Regions from separate parts of the Mus musculus genome. Here region 1 is linked to region 2. Evidence: chromatin contacts called from public promoter capture Hi-C data. All regions are on one chromosome and are shown on one strand. Each heading gives the region's core, a stretch centred on a gene start, on an enhancer-like site or on the middle of the called end of the contact. The rest is flanking DNA. Distances are from core to core; before and after follow the strand shown. Region 1 holds the start of Frrs1 (ferric-chelate reductase 1). Region 2 overlaps Cdc14a (CDC14 cell division cycle 14A).

The links. Promoter capture Hi-C pulls out the DNA fragments that hold promoters and counts their contacts.
Region 1: a contact with region 2 is called in a promoter capture Hi-C map of embryonic stem cells, with 2.7 times the contacts expected there. The contact joins the promoter of Frrs1 here to the enhancer-like site in region 2. A contact is called at or near these places in 2 of 39 promoter capture datasets (both in embryonic stem cells), 1 of 15 datasets of contacts at CTCF or cohesin (large pre-B cells), 11 of 484 Hi-C or Micro-C datasets (B cells, the MNK3 cell line, Th17 cells and 8 more), 5 of 115 datasets of contacts at active chromatin or transcription factors (bone marrow-derived macrophages, embryonic stem cells and fetal liver) and 1 of 9 other capture datasets (liver).

Annotation. Positions count from the first base shown.
Region 1 is chr3:116,858,025-116,864,714 of GRCm38.p6, forward strand. It overlaps Frrs1 (ferric-chelate reductase 1), which reads left to right and starts at 3,656. Exons shown (of 17, transcript NM_009146.3): 1 at 3,656-3,685.
Region 2 is chr3:116,339,274-116,345,552 of GRCm38.p6, forward strand. All of the region lies in intron 7 of Cdc14a (CDC14 cell division cycle 14A), which reads right to left. Among named protein-coding and RNA genes, the nearest start is that of Cdc14a, 82 kb to the right of the region's middle. Within about 2 kb of position 2,183, at least 36 of the 459 cell types and tissues checked have an H3K27ac peak or open chromatin away from gene starts, as enhancers often do. A contact at or near this core is called in differentiating embryonic stem cells and embryonic stem cells, where this site is marked.

The DNA of each region.
Region 1 (6,690 bases), core at 2,406-4,905, 520 kb after region 2:
TTATATCTGACTCTAAATTGTGGTAGGGATCTTATTCTTGCCTGGTGGGTCTCCCTCTCTGTCTCTTTCTCTCTCTGTCTCTGTATTACAAGCCAAGTTCTTGAATTACATTAAACTCAGGTCAGCAGGTTAGGTGGCAGCTACCTTTTACCAACCAAGCCAGTTTGCTGGCCTGTTTCCACTTCCTATACAAAAATACTGACAGATGTTGCCCAATGAGCAGTTGTCTCTCGGAGGTTGTTACCAGATTTAGGGTCACAGGTTCTGCCTCCCCCAAGGCCAGATTTGCCTACTTATCCTCAATATGCCAATTAAAAGAGCCAAATTAATAGTGAAGAGCAGAAAGATTCCCTATGTGGCAACTTTGAGAAAAGGAGAAATGAAATCCAGCGAGTTCTCCAACGGCATCTTCAGGGTCCTGGCATGACGAATTTATAAATAATTCAGGGTTGCAAAGAAACAGACCACCGTTCCAACCGAAATGTCTTAGAGTGTGTTTGATCTTAAGAAGGAACATACTTAGACAAAAAGTACATTTGGTTTTTATTCCAAATCTTCTGGTGGCTGTGTATTTTCCTCATTGGCTGGGGCCTGACCTCACAATCTCATTCAGTTGACTAGTCTGGAAAAAAAAAATGGCACACAGGAAATGAAGGCAAAAGGGGAAGGGGGTTCACTGTTCCAAAGAGGAAAAGGTCACTTCTCCTAGGGGCTACACAGATCAGGGGACAGTTGTGCAAGCCAAGATTTTCCTGGCTGAGGGGGATTAAAATATTCGCATAAAACTCTTACAAAGTGGGAGAAATAAAAAGATTCTATCATTGTCCTAAACAAAATTTTATAGTATTTGATTAAAAAAGATATTATATATATGTATATATATATATATATATATATATATATATATATTTTTTTTCGAAACAGGATTTCTCTGTTTAGCCTTGGCTCTCCTGGAGCTCACTCTGTAGACCAAGCTGGTCTTGAACTCAGAAATCTGCCTGCCTCTGCCTCCCAAGTGCTGGGATTAAAGGCGAGCGCCACCACTGCCCGGTAATATTTGATATTTCTTATGCATGTACACACATGCATAACTAAGTAGCTCAGCCAAGGCGTGGTCCTGTTTGTCACAGTCGGGTTTCCACCCTGTCTTGCAAGGTCAGGACAAGTTGTAAATCTCTCCTGGGGACAAGTTCCTCCTCTGGCTGTCCCTACCTCTCCAGCCTTTTCTTCTCCGTGGAGGAGTTTCCTGGGAGAACTCTAATTTCTTGGATTCCTCTCTCTCCGTAGTCTGATAGCCAAAGGAAGGGACTCAAGACAAGTCAAGTGTTGTGAAGGGTCCTGAAGGTGGATTAGGAAGTGTTGATTTAGAGGGTTGTGAGTGGCTTCAATTGAGTAGCCTCCAGCATCTTAGATTTCAGGCTCCAATGGGCGTTTTAAATGAACTTGGCCTCTTTTGTGGCAACTGATAACAGGGTGTAGAGATGAGCCTGCCAGTGGGTGATAGGAAGGGATAAAGCTGTGGACTTGGAGGAAGTGATAGGTCTGGCAAGGGTGTCTTCTGAAAGGGTTAGCCTCACTTTCACCCAACAGCTTCCTAAGAGTGCTCTGAGGTAAGTTATGCAAAGTATTATTCCTTTCATAGACTTTTTAGCTTACTGTTGGTGGGCAAAGTCAGCAAGGCAGAGTCTAATTACAGTCAAAGAAAGCGAAACCACTATCTTGGAGTAACTGTCTCTCAGGCTGGGATGAATGAATATATTCTAAGGAGATATTAATACCTCTTTTTTCGGCGATCATGATATTGAAATTCTCTCCAGGAATATCCTGCAAGGAGCTGAAACGGCTGTAAGCTCTGGGGACCTCCAGAGGAGGAATTTGTCAGAACTTTTCAGATGACCTTGCAAGAGATACCTGGAGCTGAGACAGTGGTGTGTCACACCACACCCTAGCTGACTGCTTGCTTAGTTATGTTTATGTGTATTTTCTTCTATTTGAACAATAACCTTAAACTGAGAAGACAGACACGTGTGTGTGTGTGTGTGTGTGTGTGTGTGTGTGTAGTGTATGTGTGTGCGTGTGTGTAGTATGTGTGTGTCCAGACTTCATTTTTCTTCCTTCCTCATGGTAGTCAACCACATGAAATAAATCTCTCCTTTTATTTTTCTTTTTTTAGTTAGGCTTTTAAAATTGGATTATGGAGGATAGGTGGCCAACCATGGCTTATAGGGGTCCTAGTTGAACCCCAAGTCTGTGGTTTTGAGCTGAAAAAATCAGTTGACTTAGTTGAAAAGTTTTAATGCCCCAAGCTGCTTTAGGTTGGAAACAAGATTTGGGCTCTCATTACTTAAAGCCCCCCTTTTAATTTTCTGGGGCGGTGGCTGCTGCGGGGGTGGGGCGGGTGGGGTTGAGGGTGGGGCGTTTGTTAAATGTTAACAGTTCTTCCTAGGCCGTTCAGAGGTGGGTGTTCTTTCCTATCTCTTCTTTTCAAATGGATCTAAAGAATTTACTGGTGTTGCGCAATGGGTAACCACAGGTCAAAGCCTGCCTCACGATCCTTCCCCCAACCCACACGTCCTCCCAAGTTAGGACGACGTGGTTAACATTTTTCAGATATAGATTTTTTTCCCTAGCACTGAACATGTTCTTTTGCAAAATAATGCAAGGCACAGACTAAAAAGAGACAATGGGAAGCCACAGCCACACGCATTTCAAGTTGTACTTTACAAAAAGAAATCTCGAAAGAGTCCTTTCAACTTTTATAATTTGTGCACTTTGGGTGGTGGTAGTGCAGACCTTTAATCCTGGCAATGTGGAGGCAGAGGCAGGAGGATCCCTGTGAGTTTGAGACCCGACTGGTCTACACAGCTAGTTCTAGAACAGCCAAGGCTACACAGAGAAACAGTGTCTCACACCCCCCCCACCAAAAACAAAACAAAACAAAACTGTGCGCTACGATTTCTTTACAAAATTTTGTAGGTAACTAAATAGTATGTGGAGTGCTGCTAGATTTAAGAAAAAAAAAAAAAAAAAAAAAAAAAGGGTGGGGTGGGGAGAAGGACTAAAGCTGGGAGTGGTGGTCCACCCATTTAACCCAGAAGGCGGCAGAGGCACAGCTAAGGCTGCTGCACAGAGAAACCCGGTCTCAAAACAAAAACAAAGGGGGCGGAGGTGGTCCTGTAAATTCTCACGGTGAACTTCAATTCTATATTTAGCCAGTCATTAAAAAGCAAACCAAACCAAGCCATCAGCATGCCTGTGGTACTGCGTACTTCAGTACTCACACTGCTAACTGAAATTGCAGTGGAACTGGGTATCCTACTTATTTGCTGAATATGGCTACCTCGCTCAGGCAGGAGGAGCAGGTGCCTTTGTCTTTGAGTCACAGGCAACAGGTATGCATTCAAATAGGCTGGTAGAGAAAACCAAGGAAAGTGTAATTTGCTCAGTGCAACAGTAGCTAGTGAGTTAAAAACACGCAGAGCGTTTTTATTTTTTAGAAACAGAACCCTTCTAGTTTCACATGTGCAGTCCTAAAGCCCATCCCGGGCTCGGAAACCAGGTAGGGCAGCTTGGGTCGCCAGCCTTCCCTGCCGGTTTCCCAGTAAGCTGGCTCCGCCTAGTTGCAGCTCCGCGGTACCCGCCGGAGCCAAGCCGGAAGTTGCTCAGGCTGCCTCTGCTGCTCAAGGTAAGAGCCCGTTCTGTTTAGTTTTCTGTGTCAAGACTCTTGGTAAAGCTTATAAAAATCAGAGCTAGCTGGGCGACGGCGGCGAGAGCAGGCACCTTGCGTGGTCTGGCAGTCAGGAGGCTGGAGGAGGGCTGCGCTCGCCGGCAGGGTTGTCTTGATCTGTCTAGCGATTTAGTTTCCCAATATGCCTCGTGACTTTGACTAAAGAGCCCTAATCCCCAAAATGGGGTAGTTGTAAGGACAGACGAGCATGAGGGCCCGAAAAGTATTGACTTTAATTTGTGCTCCATAAGAAAAATTGAACAACGGAAACTTGACTTTTGCATTGAAACCTAATGTCATAGTTTGCCCATGTGCGAGTTACTCGTGTGTGTGTGTGTGTGTGTGTGTGTGTGTGTGTGTGTGTGTTCTTATGTCTGTGCATGTCCAGCAGCCTCTTCTCTTCTCCTTTCTTTTCTTTCCTTTCCTTTTTTTCTCTTCTCTTCTCTTCTCTTCTCTTCTCTTCTCTTCTCTTCTCTTCTCTTCTCTTCTCTTCTCTTTTCTCTTCTCTTCCTCCTCTTCTCGTCTCGTCTCGTCTCGCTCTTCTCTTCTCTTCTCTTCTCTTCTCTCCCTCTCCCTCTCCCTCTCCCTCTCCCTCTCCCTCTCCCTCTCCCTCGCTTTTCTTTCCTTTCCTTTTTTCTTTCCATAATGTCTAAGGTCAAAGGGAAAATTTCAACTAACAAATGTGCTTTCTGGAATTTCTCCTAACATAGCTAAACTTTAAACTTTCAGTTCAGCTACAGGTATGTAAGTCTGCAATGGTGGAGGAAAATGTGATACAAGTTTCTATTAGCTAATAGTACATTTCTAAGAAAAGAACACTTACTTCAGGTTGGTACAACTAGGCAAGATTCCAAGGAAAGAAGGCTATTTTATCCGGAGCCCTGGCTTAGGATCTCATTAAGTAGCCTTAGCTGTCCTGGAACTTTCTCTATAGAACAGGTTGGTCTCAAACTTACAGAGATCTGCTTGCCTCTGCCTTCTGACTACTATGATTAATAGTGTGTGCCTGGTTAGGTGTTTTATTTAATTCTTACAAAGTAGTTTTTTTTTTTTTTTTTTTTTTTTTTTTTAAACTGGTACTGCCTCCAAAAATAAGAAGCCTAAGTGAGAGTGAGAATAAATAATTTGCTCTGGGTCACAACAGTGGTCCCTGACAGGTGATAATGGGTAAATGGATCAAGGTAGGGGAGATGTTCAGAGAACCTGATGACCAGAGTGCAACCCTTAGGTTGTACATGATGGAAGGAGAGAACTGACTTCTGCTAGCTGTCCTCTGACCTCTACGGCATGCCGAGGCAAGTGCAATTTAAAAACAGAGGACCAATTCAAACACAGAAATACCGTACAGTTTAATGTCGTGGTCATAGAGGATAGTGGTTGAGGACATTTACACGGACATTGCAAATTGTAGGTGTTTTAAAACAAAAGTAAAAAAAGGGAAACATGACAGTGCTTGAAAAGAGGAGCCAAATCTAATTCTTGTGTGAGCAATTTAATGCACTTCTTTTTTTCTTTTCTTCTTTCTTTCTTTCTTTCTTTCTTTCTTTCTTTCTTTCTTTCTTTCCCTCTCTCTTTCTTCTTCCCCTCCCCTCCTCCCCTCCCTCCTTCTCTTTCTCTCTCTTTCTTTCTTTCTTTCTTTCTTTCTTTCTTTCTTTCTTTCTTTCTTTCTTTCTTTGATTAATTTATTGAGAGGTGTTGCTATGTAGCCCTGGGTGTCCTGAGCTTGCAGAGACCCATCTGTTTCTGCCTCCCAAGTGACAGGACTAAAGGTGTGCCATCAACTTAATGTATGTCTCAATCGTTATATAATTTTATAATGTATACTTGTAGTATTTTTTTTTTCTAAATTATAAATTGTCAAACCTGTGAAGAATTTAGTAAGGAATAGAGTTATCATAAATGCTGGGTGGGTCCTGAATGTAGGGCGAGACAGAGAATCTCCTTTATAGAGCCTGGACACATAATGTGTGTGGCCCTTTTAGAGGAGCAGAGGCCCTCTGCCTGGCCCAGGAGGGCACCTCTTCAGCACTGGCCATGTGGGAATATAGGCTTAGTGTTACCTGATGGCTGGATTATTTAGAAGAAGTCAGAGGTACAGATTTCTTATGAGTTTTTCTGATCTCCAGATATTCACAGCTAATTTGTTTAAAAACAAATGTTTGTCCCGTGCATGCAGTCACAAACCCTGTGAGCTTATGTGTGCAGTAGCTCTGTTATGTCTGGCAGATACTATTTTCACGAGGACTGTCCACTACCTGTGGCTCTTACAGTCTTTGTTATATTCCAGATCTTGGGGGAAAGGGGTTATGATATAGATGTCCCATTTAGTGCTGAGAATGCCACCATCTTTTACTCTCTGTAGACTAGGCAGTTGTGGGTCCTTATTAATCACCACCTACTGCAAATAGAAGCTTCTTTGATAAGGACTGAGAGATGCACTATTTTATGGGTAAAAAGGTAAGAACTTCAGAGGCAGTTTAGTACTATATCCATTTAACAGAATAATAGTATTTAAGATGGAGCTAGCCTAAATCCTAGCATGGCTCGGGAAGGATTTATGGAGTCCCATCCCATTTCTTCAGGAATGTGGTCCCTTTATATCTACTCAGGCTTCTGTAGATGGTCCTATACCCATGCCCTTATAGGCAGCTCTAAGTGGACTCAGTGGGTTTAAAAACAGCACATGACACCGGAAGGGAAAAGTTAGGTGAGACAGAGGAGGAATCGGAAGGGAGGAAATAGGGGATACATTTGATCAAAGCATTATATGCATGTATGAGATTCTCAGTAGAGAACTGTGGCTTTGGGCTATTGTTGGCTTGTTTCCTGCCAGTTTACAACCTTGGCTGAGTTTACAATCTTGACTTCTGGCAATTGGACCCAGACTGACCTACCTTCTGCACTCTCAAAGATCATTGACGCTGTCAGAGAGCTTTTGATTATGTGCGTTGTGTCTGTTCGGG
Region 2 (6,279 bases), core at 933-3,432:
TATTCTTAAAAACAAATATTCTAAAAAAGTATTCTAACCCATCGTGGATATGTTCCCAGAGAGTTACTACAAAATCAGAACGTGTTTTTAATTAAAAGTCTCAGCCTAGGGAGTTAGCTGTGAAATCAAGTCTCCTAACAATATCAGAAACTCCACCAGAAAGGTCTCACTAACGTGACTGCCCAAGCATGAGCTGAACAAGTATAATGTCAATGAGCACAGCGAACTGGACGGATTCACCAGGAGGCTTCAAGTCTACACAGAGAACTAGAGGCAACCGACAGAATCTTGGAATGGGAGAAGTGTTCTTCTCCAGGGGAGGCTCTTCTTCACACCAATGCAAAATGGTCAGTATGGGAACATACGTACAGGTAGCATGATATGGACTGTGCAGACTATATTTAGAAATGTGTGTGTGTGTATACACACACATATACATACATATATATATATATATATATATACACACAGATATATATATACACAGATGCATCCAATAATGATCAATGACTAAAGAGACCATGAATTGGAAGGAGAATGAGGAGGGATATATGGAAGGGAGGGAAAGCAAATGAGAAATGTTGTAATTAAATTATAATCTCAAAATTTAAAAAAAAAAAAAAAAAACAGTTTTGGTCAATTTCCACTGAAAATAGACCACTCGGCATTTGATGCTCATCTGCTCACCCGTGAGATATTTCACGTCTTACACACCGATTAACTCCTTGTGCTGAGTAGACTCTGCTAGTGGCTTACTTTATTCATGCAAGGGCAGGCAAGACAGTTTCTGCGCACAAGCACAGAGAGGACACGGAAGACACAGATGTGTCTAATGCAACACAGCGTGAGCCACATGGGGCTGAGAATGACTCAGGGAACCACACAAACAGCCCAAGCCTCTATCCCAACCCTCTCCCCCACCTCCACACCAAGTGCTAGGATTACAGACAGCTCGCCACCATGACAGCTTTTTTTGCACAGGCTGAAGGAATCTACAATCTGGTCTTCATGCTTGCTTTGGCAAACATTTTTCTGATTGAGCCATCTCCCTGGTCCCAGCGTTATATTATTATTATTTTTTTTTTTTTTAAAGCAAAGTTTCCCAGTCAGAGCGATCGGAATGGAGCTGCCTGGGCAGGAACTGAGGCGAGCAGAGGCCCCAGCTGCCGATGGATGGGTGTGAACTGTGTTTACTAGGTGTTGAGCAAATACGATCCTGTTCTCTGAGTACCAAGGTAAAAAACAAGAAGCCCTGTGCGGTGCCCCTGCACCTGCGAAAGCAGCAGCTCCTCTCCTCTGAGGTCAGGTAGATGTAGCTGGGTGTGGCTCTCACCTGCCAAGGTCAAAGATGTGTCCCAGATAGCCAGCATTTGAGAAAACAAAATCAAGTCAACAATAGATTGACAATCTGAAAAAAATACCCTCCTGCTGACAGCGCTATTTCTCAGACAGCATTCGCTCAAAAGTGGTTAGACTTATTACTTATTGGGAGCTGGGGGGGGGGGGGGTGACAGACATCATGTAGCTAAAAGGAAGCCTTCTAAGTAGTTGCTACATTCTAAAGTTGATCTTTGAACTCTACTGAATCCCCAGGAGGCTACTTAAGGAAGCTTTTTGAAATTGAAAAACTAAGCGAGGTAATAAATGTGACCCACAGAGATGAGCGCTCCTCCCGACCCCCAAAAGATCACCCCTCAAGCTCCTTTCTCTGCATTTCGTCTCCATCAATCCCAGCCACAAGCAAGAACAAGGTACTGCTAGTGGGTGACCCTGCTCTGCATTTTCCTGTGAGGTCACCAGCTCATGGACCAGTCATCAAAATAAAGCAATAACGCGCTTCGCGGAAAGCAGAGGGAGCTATAAATTGAGGACCTAGCGTCACCAAGGTCGTCAAAGCAGGATGTCTTGCAGTCACTTCACCACTAGAGGGCGTGCTGCCCATATATACACAGGCACATACCATCACGGTGTAAATTGAACACTAGGGCTCTTGTTTTCACATATCTCCCTAGGATAAAAGGTCGATATTATTTTCCTGAACTGATCCCTGGCTAGATTCCAAAAGGAGTGGTTGTAGTATTGGTTCTCGGGTTCTTTGGGAATACCTTACAAGCCCTGTCGGAAAGTACAGACGTTTCGACACTGATTGCTACGGGGCGCTTTCAGATCGTGTGACTTTGGTTAGTTGTTAGGGTGGGTGAGCGGATTGGTTGGTTGGTTGGATCTGGATATGCCTAGTATTACTGGTAGAATCCTGACTGAGCAATGTGTGTCTAAGCAACAGGACAGACGGGTTGACTTGGGAACTGGAGAAACCATATTCTAGAAGGTGTTTTGGTTTTGTTTTGTTTTGTTTTGTTTTTGGGTTTTTGGGTTTTTTTTGTTTTTGTTTTTGTTTTTCAAGACCTGTGTCTGATGCTATTTCTCAGTCCTAAAGTCAATAATCCATGTGCTGGTCACATGGAAATATCCAAATTCCGGAGGCATCCTTCTCTAAACCTCCTAAATTGGACAATCTTGAAAGTACTCCCACATGAGCAGTCAGAGCGGATAGAGCACTGACTTAGGCTTCATGCCATTCTGGGGGACCATGACCGTACATGGCAAGCCTGTTATTTTGTGGAATCATTACCCTGGCCACCCATGGCTCCTGTGTCTTACAGGATGAACAGACCAGACTCAGGTATGCTGGAGTGTAAACGCCACACTGGACTTTGAAGGCATGATTTTTTTTTTAAATGTAAACTAAACTACTCCATTAATAATCCCTGTCTTAACTATATGTTGAAATATGTGGGATATAATGAATTAATTGAAATACATCTTTTAAAATACCTTCACCATTTCTTTCTATCATTTCTGAATGTCCCTAGTGGAATATTTAAAATATCCATATGACTAATTATACATGGCATTCTTTTTTTGTTGTTTTTTTGGTTTTGGTTTTTTTGTTTTTTGTTTTTTTGAGACAGGGTTTCTCTGTATAGCCCTGGCTGTCCTGGAACTCACTTTGTAGACCAGTCTGGCCTCAAACTCAGAAATCTGCCTGCCTCTGCCTCCCATGTGCTGGGATTAAAGGCGTGGGCCACCACCGCCTGGCTTATACATGGCATTCTTTAGATTCCTGAATGGGAGGTGAAAGCAGACAAAACCTTTAAGAAATCGTTAGACTAGAAGCAAGTGGTTACACCCTGCTGACCCATCCTCTGTAGCATTATAAGTAGCATTCTGGTCACATAACCTCCTTTAAGGGACTGACTCAGCAGTTAGAGTACCCGCCATGCAAGTACAAGAACCAGCATCAGATTCCCAGAAAGCCACATAATCTGGTGAGTGTGGCAGCCTGCTTGTAAATCTAGCTTCCAAAGGAATTCCGAGAACAGGCTGGCTAATAAGCCCGGCCATATTGATAAACTCTGAATATGACTGAGACCCACTCTTCCTTAATGAATAGGTAGACGGATGATAGACAATTTATTAACCTTAGGCCTCCACACGCACATGTGTGTACATCCACGCCATACATACAGACACATGTGTGCCCCACACATACAAAACAATGAATGCAGGCACATTGCACACAAACAAAAAAGTGTGGGAGAAACTAATATCACAGATATTAAGCTTGTGTGGTTGGTCGGTTGGATGATTGGTTGGTCAGTTGGTTAGTTGGTTGGTTGGTTGGTTTTTATTTGAGACAGGGTCTCTGTAGCTCAAGCTAGCCTTGAATTCATGGCAATCCTCCTGCCTCGGCTTTCCAAGTACCTAGCATTCTTAAGCCATGCTATATAGTAAGTGTAGTTTAGCAAAGAAGTGTCTATGAGTAAGATCAATAAAACAAATGACAGCTCATGCTGACGAGGATGTAGAATCAGGGCATCCTCACCCACTGATGGTGGATGCAACTGCGTCCTGCCACAGTGCCGTGGTTCCTCAGGAAGATGAGAACTGATATACCTCAAAATCCAGCTGTACCACTCCTGAGAATATACCCAGAGAACTCCCCACCCTACCACAGGGGAACTTACTCAGCTGTGGTCATTGCTGCTCTGTTCATAACAGCTGGAAACTGGAAACCACCCAGGTGTCCCTCGACAGACAGATAAAGAAAAGGTGGTCCATCTTCACAATAGAGTATTACTCAGCCATTAAAAAATGAAATCATAAAATTCACAGGCAAATGGACTGAACTAGGAAAAAAAAAATCATCCTGAGTGAGGTGACCCAGACTCAGGAAGGCAAATATGGCATGTCTTTGTTTATATGTGAATATTAGCTCTTAAGTCAGTGATGACCAAGCTACAATCCATAGACCACGCAGGTTAGATTTAGAGGAAGGGAACGGTGGCAGATAGATCTCCCTAGGAAAGGGAAATACAAGAGATAGTTATGCACAGATGGGAGATGGGGGGCTGAAGCAGAGGACCAAGTGGGAGGGGAAGGAAAGAGGGAGGGGGGACATGGGGAGATACAGCTAAAAATAAGGGCCATTCGGTGGGTGGTATGGAAACCCAATACAGGAAAAGCTTCCTAAAATCCATACATATTTGAGGGCAATCTGGATGCGATCACTAAATGATGGGGAGACAGAGCCCCAACTGCACATTTCTTGTCACCAAATGAAACTTCCAAACCAGGATTGGGTTACATCTGGTTGAGTTGTTGGCCAAAACGCCCAAACAACCCACACTGTGGCCAAGACTGTAAGTCGTTCTCCACAAACTGATGCCCAAGCCCCATTGCTAGAGACAACAGCTACACAAGTCACTGAGCACGGAAAAGTACAGCTGGCACCTGCCTAGACCTCCCACCCCTATGTGCTAGTGAAGGGACTCCGCATGCTACCAAAGGAGAAATGTAAACACGGACCTACCCACAAGCCCACTGCTCTATAGTGGTGTCCTGTTGGCAAGATATGTTAGAGCAATGCTGGCCCAAATCTTGTGGGAGTCACCAACGAATATCTGGTTTGCCTTAAGGGCTACTCCACAAGACTGAGCCCAACCCAAAACTGGTTGGGTGACTAAGGACCTGGGATTAGATAGCCTAGGGACCTAGGAGAAAACCAAACACCACTGTTCAACAAAAAGGCCATAAAATGATTCCTGGTGACCTGCTGTATTACTAGATCGGTGCGATCATCAGCAGGGCTTCCTCCTACAGCATGTGGGAACAAACACAGAGACCCACTGACAGACAACGGGGCACTCCAGTGGAAGGAGTCTAAGAGCCAGAGAATGAAAAGAGCGAGAAGGCCAAGAAGACAAGGACTGAAGCACATACGAACTCACAGAGACTGGGGCAGCTTGCACACGGCCTGGACGGCTCTGCCCCACTGGGTCACCACGCTAAAGGAAGAAGTGGACACACGCTCCCATTCTTAACCCAGAACAAGCTCCCATTGAGAACCACTTGCAAATGTAAACTCAGTTTTCTCCAAGGGAGTCTGTCTCATGGGGGAAGCAAACAACCTTAAGGGCAGGCGTCATGTCTATCAGCAGATGGCCAACAGAGGCTCTACAGGTTCCTTGCTCTCTCTCCTCTCCCCCAACCCCATTTTCTTTCTTTATTTTTATTTTATTCTATTCTATTTTATTTAGACATATTCTATCTTCTTTCTTTTTACCCTACAGGTCCTTTAAGTATATATTATGGCTTCCAATTTAGTGTTTTTAAGGATTCCTGATTGCACAACCCAGCAGATCTCTGTGTCTCGTCTCTTTGTGCCTTTTCTTGGGCCCCTTTTCTTGTGTTTATTTGGTTTTTCCCTATTCCTATGTGTTAGATTTTCTTTTCTCTTATTATATGTCATCTCATTTTATATTATTCTATTATTATCCCTTCAAAGGAAGGGGGCGGGTCCAGATGGGAGGAGAACCCGGGGATGATCAACATATGTTATGTGAGGGGTAAAGAAGAAATCTATTTTCAATAAAGTGGGAAGGTTCCTATGAAAAGATCCATCCTGAATATCCCAAATCATTCCCAGTGAGTCTCACAATTGCAGTCAGCAACACAATTTTGCTTTGAAATCTGCGAGCCCATCCCTGGACTAAGGCTTTGTTGCCTGAAACGCTGGCTCTTTCACGGTTCACCAAATGACCAGGCTCCCTGGAGCCGTGCAAACAGCAAGACGCATTATGACAAGGAGTGCCTGGGCCACAGATTGTCACCAAAGTGACCCTTTCTTCAATTACTCATCGAGCACACGCTGATGGCACGCCCACCACGGCTCTGTGTTTCATGACCTTCTCTTTGATAGTCTGTGTGATGGGATAG